2 separate regions of the Mus musculus genome follow, and region 1 is linked to region 2. Evidence: chromatin contacts called from public Hi-C data. All regions are on one chromosome and are shown on one strand. The core of a region is the stretch at or near the end of the contact, and the rest is flanking DNA. Distances in the headings are between cores, read along the strand shown. Region 1 overlaps Gm32348 (a long non-coding RNA gene). Region 2 overlaps Tmed10 (transmembrane p24 trafficking protein 10).

Evidence for each region. A called contact is a pair of places that touch in the nucleus more often than the background predicts.
Region 1: a contact with region 2 is called in a Hi-C map of bone marrow-derived macrophages, with 29 read pairs. The contact joins two enhancer-like sites. A contact is called at or near these places in 1 of 39 promoter capture datasets (pre-B cells), 1 of 484 Hi-C or Micro-C datasets (bone marrow-derived macrophages), 2 of 115 datasets of contacts at active chromatin or transcription factors (embryonic forebrain and microglia) and 3 of 9 other capture datasets (adipose tissue, liver and pancreatic islet).

The regions. Positions count from the first base shown.
Region 1 is chr12:85,573,509-85,576,782 of GRCm38.p6, reverse strand. All of the region lies in intron 1 of Gm32348 (a long non-coding RNA gene), which reads right to left. Among named protein-coding and RNA genes, the nearest start is that of Gm32348, 5.3 kb to the right of the region's middle. Within about 2 kb of position 1,817, at least 31 of the 459 cell types and tissues checked have an H3K27ac peak or open chromatin away from gene starts, as enhancers often do. A contact at or near this core is called in bone marrow-derived macrophages, where this site is marked.
Region 2 is chr12:85,365,374-85,368,465 of GRCm38.p6, reverse strand. The region is part of intron 1 of Tmed10 (transmembrane p24 trafficking protein 10); the gene reads left to right. Among named protein-coding and RNA genes, the nearest start is that of Tmed10, 7.8 kb to the left of the region's middle. Within about 2 kb of position 1,820, at least 89 of the 459 cell types and tissues checked have an H3K27ac peak or open chromatin away from gene starts, as enhancers often do. A contact at or near this core is called in bone marrow-derived macrophages, where this site is marked.

The DNA of each region.
Region 1 (3,274 bases), core at 568-3,067, 210 kb before region 2:
AAGGGAAGAGCTGCCCTCTGCACTGAGCTGCAAGGAGCCACTGAACCTCTCCCAACTGGTTGCTCTCCCTCCAGTGACAGGGGCTCCCCATTACCCGACATGCTCAGCAGCAGTGGAGATTATTATCCCCCTGGCTGATTTCCCACAACTTTTCAAGATTTCCCAAGGGGACCTGAAACCACACATACCTCTCTCCACAGCAAGCTGAAGCACAATGCTGTTCTCACTGCACTAAGCGGGCTCAGATGCCACCTGTCCTGACTGCTGGCCCTTCCACTTCCATCTCTGCCTTTGGAACAAACTAAGAAGTGTCTTCTGGCTCCTGGTGGAGGGGACCGCAGCCGTCTTTGCTCCTTCTCCTTCTAAGGGGATTAAGAAGTCCCTCCAAGTTGGGAATGGCCTGCCTGCCAGCCAGCAAGTCCATAAACTAGGGTGTGTTCTGCAGCGTTTGTGTTGGCTGTGAACAATCTTTTTGTGTATTGTTTTTCTTTGAGCGCTGTTGGTTGTGTGTTCATTTGGTTTGAGGTTTTTCTTGATTTTTTTTTCTTTCCTTCTCTACCCCACCCTGGTTCTTGTTGGTTTTTGTCTTTTTCCTCATTCCTGACAAAGTTTTAAAGAGCTGAGGTTTTTTGTGTAAATCACTCTAGGACAAATGAAGTATCCCTGCCCTTCGGGTGTGCTTCTGACAAACTCCTATGCTGTGTTTAATTTGGTCCTGGTCGGCCCCCAAATATCAAGGCTTCTGCAAGCAGATGGCACACTTCCGTACAACAGGAGATACCAGCTATTTCAAAGAACCTCGTTCTGTCCCAGAAGTATCTATAGAAACAAAGGTGTGAGAAAATTCTGACTTTTAGATGGGACTCATGCCTCACATAGACTTTTAACACATTTTATTCAGTGACTAATTTGATGGCAGAGCCAACTAACTGCCTTGGGAACTTTTATTAAAAAGTCTTTTGACAGGGGCTAAGACTACATTGATGACTGAGTGGCAGAATTTATTAGCAGAATATTAGGTCACAGAATCGTTGGGTGAACAGGAGGACAGTAGTGGGAGCCATACCACTAAATATAGCACTCAGCGAGGTCCCAGTGCTGCCAACAAAGCCTAGATCTTGCCTCAACCACACTCCACACTGGATGTCACCACCGCTGTCTCAGGAACTTGAGCTTCCTGCTAAGACTGCCCTGGGCAAGAAGGCTTCCTTTAATTGAACTTGGTTTCGTGTCCTTTCTTAGCAGTAAGAGAGATTGAGAAAATAAATATGCCATTCAAGTTTGTGTTTTGCTCTGGGTCAAAAAATGTTAGATAACTGTAGTGTAAACAAAATACACATTTATTTTGCAAGTGTTAAAAACAAATAGTGCATGGCTGTTCACAATCTGCTCCTTCACTGAGCTATGTGTGTGCACACTGCCAAGAGCCTGCTTGAGATCTGCCACCACACCCATGTCCCAGCCACTGGAAAGAGAATAAGGTTGGATGGGAAATGAGTCCCACACACTCGTGTTTGAACACCTGTATGGTGGTAGTTTTGGTGGTTGTAGAACTTTAAAGAGGTAAGACTTGCATGGCAGAAGTGAGTTGCTAGGGCCCAGGCCTTAAGGGTGAGACTCAGCCTGGCTTCTGGCTAGCCAGGATGGGAGAGATTGTCAGCTCGGCAATCTCTAGTGAGCCACACCTTTTCCATCAAGATGAATTCTACCATCTGAAACCAAAAGCCAAATGAATCCTTCCTCCTCCCGAGATAAGCTCGCACGTATTGGGTTACAGTGAAAAGCTGAGTAATGAACTCACCCACTATCTACTTCCTGGAATGTGTAGACACTGCTTACAGCTCAGTGGTTGACTTGGCCCCTAACAGAGAAAGAGGTCTGAGGAATATGAGCTGTGATCAAGATAGCCAAGCACCCAGCTACAAATTAGAAACTCTTTTATGAAAGAAAAATGGGGTCGCTGAATGTCCCTTCCTTGAGGACTGGCTTTCATAGCACCAGAAAGCAGCATGAAAACTTCCAAAGGAGGGAGGTGACCTAGGCAGCTATGTTGCCTATGAACCACATCAATGACCAGCATGGCCTGATAACCCTACAGGGGCACACATAGTGTGACACACATACCGTGACACACATACCGTGGTGGTAACCAACAGCTCTCAAATTGGACTTACGGCTTGCTTAGCAAGAGGGAGACCATGCCTGGTACTGGAGACCTAGCTAACTACTCAGTCTTGTGAAGTCATGGCTATTGGAGGAGAATCTACAATCGCTAATTTACTAACCCAGCATCCTCCCTAACAACAATCTATAAACGTTTGTCCTTATGTCCGCAGATAAGTGTGGTCTCCACACCAAGGAAACTTCTCTTTGCTACAGATGGCGGCCATTACAGAAAACAACAACCAATCAGCATGCAGAATGGCCCAGTCCCAGTGGATACGTCTACAAAACATTCTTGCACGTAAAGCTCAGGGAACCTTGAAGACGAAGAGGGGGAAAGATTGTCAGAGCCAGAGGACCAGAGTTTACTGTGAGATTGTGTCTCCTAGCAACATCCGAAGCCCTCAAGCCATAAAATCTCACCAGCGGGGCTACCCACATGTAAGCCAAACAAGGAGGACACCAGTGGGCATGCCACAGTAGATGGAGAAAAGCCCATGAGGCCTCAGTGCTAAACAAGGAACTCTAAGCAACTCGGGAAAGGTGGGAGCAGGAGAGGTGGTCCTCCCCAAAGAAGAGCACACCAACTGGATGACCAGTGTCAAGTGGGCACCCCTGAAAACATGCATTTGAGTGACATGATAGGATCTGAGCTGGTTATATTTAGGAATACACATACATGCAATAATAAAAAAAGAGGCCATGAGTTTGCAGGCCAGTGGAGAGGTGTGTACAGAAGGCTTCAGAGGGGGAAAGGGAAGGCAGAAATGTAATTATACTGTAATCTCAAAAGTAAAATGAAACAAGCTTTTTGGTTTTTTGAGACAGGGTTTCTCTGTGTAGCCCTGGCTGTCCTGGAACTCACTTTGTAGACCAGGCTGGCCTCGAACTCAGAAATCCGCCTGCCTCTGTCTCCCGAGTACTAGGATTAAAGGCGTGTGCCACCACGCCCGGCTGAAACAAACTTTTAAAGGGATTGAAAAATGGGAGGATGGGATCAGAGGAGGCAGTGACAGAGTCTTTCTTGGAAAGTTCTTAGCATGTCTGTCTTTGGTTCCAGGATACGAGCTCTATTGCCTGTCAAGGATCAGGAAAGCGTGGGTGAGGAGGG
Region 2 (3,092 bases), core at 571-3,070:
AGAGTGTGTGGTCCCAGTTACTTAGTCCATCCATCCAGGCCCTTCCATAGGTGGAGTGCTGGTGGAGCTCACGGAGTTAAAGCAGCTGAGATGAATGAGCCTGTATTCAGGGACCCAGCTGTGCTTTGTTCCACTGAGTTGTTCTCTGGCCTCATGTGAGAGTGAAGTGACCAGATGTCCAACGAGGCTTTTTTGGTTTCTTGAGACAGGGTTTCTCAGTATAGCCCTGGCCATCCTGGAACTCACTTGCTAGACCAGGCTGGCCCAAACTCATATTCACCTGCCTCTGCCTCCCAGGGATTAAAGGCCTATGCCACCACTGCCAAGTTGTTTGTTTGTTTGTTTCCATTCATCCATCTCTCTATATCTGTTGCTTTGGGTTTTTTGTTTGGTTGGTTTTTGTTTTTTGTTGTTTGTTTGTTTGTGTTTTTTTGTTTTTTGTTTTTGAGACAGGGTCTCACTATGTAGCCCTGGCTGTCCTGGAACTCACTCTGTAGACCAGGCTGGCCTCAGACTCATAGAGATCCATCTTCCTCTGCCTCTGCCTCTTGAGTGCTGGGATTAAAGGCGAGGGCCACCACTGCCCAGTGATATGGAATGTTTTAATGAAAGGGGTTCTGAGTATTCTGTTTGTGATTCTTCTACTTGTTTAAAAATATTTCTTTATGCCGGGCGTGGTGGCGCACGCTTTTGATCCCAGCACTCGGGAGGCAGAGGCAGGCGGATTTCTGAGTTCGAGGCCAGCCTGGTCTACAGAGTGAGTTCCAGGACAGCCAGGACTACACAGAGAAACCCTGTCTCGAAAAGCCAAAAAAAAAAAAACAAAACAAAACAAAACAACAACAACAACAAAAATTTTTTTTACTATTTAGTAATTGCCCTACCTGGTTTATGAGTTGTAGTGGAAATAACAAAGATAAAACATAAAGTGAAAAAAAGTGGTTCTCCGTAGTGAAAAGTAAGGAGGAAGTGACTGGAGGGATGAAGGATATTTAAGTGGTCAGGAAGTCACCTGGATAGCTAGCCAGGGTGCGCGTGGGCTTCTCACGCAAAGGCTCGTCTTTCAGACACACTCTGTGTTGGAGGTGTCCAGCTGCACCTCTCCACTCCTCCCCATTCACTGCACAGCATGAGTTGTGCTGACCCATCCCTAGTAATAGGTTGTGAAGGCTTTGCTACCCACATTTGAGGCTGGAAGTGTCCCCATTCATAGAAATAGCCATGTCACCCTGCTGCTTTAGGTCCTAATAAGAACTGTCATAGGAACTGATGGGCCTAAGTGTAGGGACTGCAGAACACCCATGCTGGACAATGTGAAGAGATACATGTAATACAGTTTCCAGGTTCTTAGGAAATGATTATACTCCTGGTGTCTATATTGAGAACATTTCTGTGCACTAGAGGGAAAATAATAGAATACTTGTTGCTTATTTCTCAGAAAAACCGCTCTTTTATTAGTCACTTCCACGGAATTCTTACTTGGGCTCACCTTTTTCTTTTAGTGAAAATATGGCCCTTTTAAATTGATATTTATAATGTTACTGTTATCAGTGGATTAAGATTAAAACCAGACCAGTAATGAGGTGGTTTACTACAGAAGACCAACTGTACATTAGCATAGGATCACATTACAGTCTAGTTTCTTTTTGTATTACATACAAATCTTCTAGCTTTTATTAAGGCCTGACCTCGTGTTTCTTCCGTCATGAGAGTTAAAGGTTAGTGTTTCTCCATTGAACTCTTACACAGTGGCCGGTTGTCTGTAGCTTCGCATCTCCTAACTCATCTAGCAAAGGGGACTGCTTAGATTTTGAAATCAGTGATAACTTCTGAGGACAGAGTCCAGCTTTTAGGAAGTAGAGCAAATTATAAAAGTGACCGGAAGGGGTGCAGTGACTCTGTCAGTTGCTGACTGGTGGGTGATGCTAAGCCACAGCCCCCAGATTTATGCACAGCCTGCAGCCTGGACAGTAGGGCCCTCTGTGAAGTCATCCAGCTGGACACAGACCAGAATTTGGGCTCCCAAACAAGCCTCAGACTTGAGGGAGGTTGATGTCATCTGCTTTATCCTGCGCCCCAACTTCATTGTTCAACATAATGTGTGGGAAGTCAAGGGACTAGTTGTTGAAAGAGAACAAGGCTTTGTTTGTGCCTAAAAGGGCCATGCTGGAGGTTTTTACCGTAAATAACTCTGGAACAGTATGAAAAAAAACATTTGATCTGGCTTCACCCCCACAGAAGTTTTGTTGGGGCAGCGACTGGTCCTTCACTCTCATTCCTCCCTCCCTTCTTCCCTGTTTTCCAGTCAAACCTGACTATTGCCTGTGATAAGTTAATGCAGCAGATGCTGATAGGAGGAGGAAGAGAGCATCTGCCTGCTATCCCACAGTGCTTGGAAGTTTCCATTTCTGCATCTCAAAAGATGTACAAAAACCCTGTCCTTGATCATATTAGCTTAAGCAGTATGGGCATATTGTACTGTGCCATCGCTGAGTTGGGTGGGAAATTTGAAAGAATTTAGTGTTGAATGCTGCTTGCTGTGTAAGTTTGGCTTTATTCTCAGTATAATCTATATGATCTTCTGACTTAAGAAATGCAGTTGATCGACTTTGTATTTGCTCTTGACTGAAAACTCAGGTAGAGGCTAGAGAGATGGCTAAGTGGATATGTATGAATCAGCATGCACTACTTTCAAAGAACTTGAGTTTGTTTCCTAGCACCCTACTGTGTGGTTTACAACCTCCTGTAACTGTAGTTCTGGAGACACCTGCACCTCTACACAGACATACATAATTAAAAATAAAAATAAATTTTACAAAAGAAAAGAAAGATCAGCCGGGCAGTGGTGGTGCACCCCTTTAGTCCCAGCACTCAGGAGGCAGAGGCAGGCAGATTTCTGAGTTCGAGGCCAGGCTGGTCTACAGAGTGAGTTCCAGGACAGCCAGGGCTATACAGAGAAATCCTGTCTCTAAAAAACAAAACAAAACAAAAAACAACAGACAGACAGAAAGAAAGGAAAGAAAGATCAATAAATTCTGTTAGTGTTCTCCGTTAGATACAGTGGCAACTTGTGGTTTATATGTTTCTTTGTG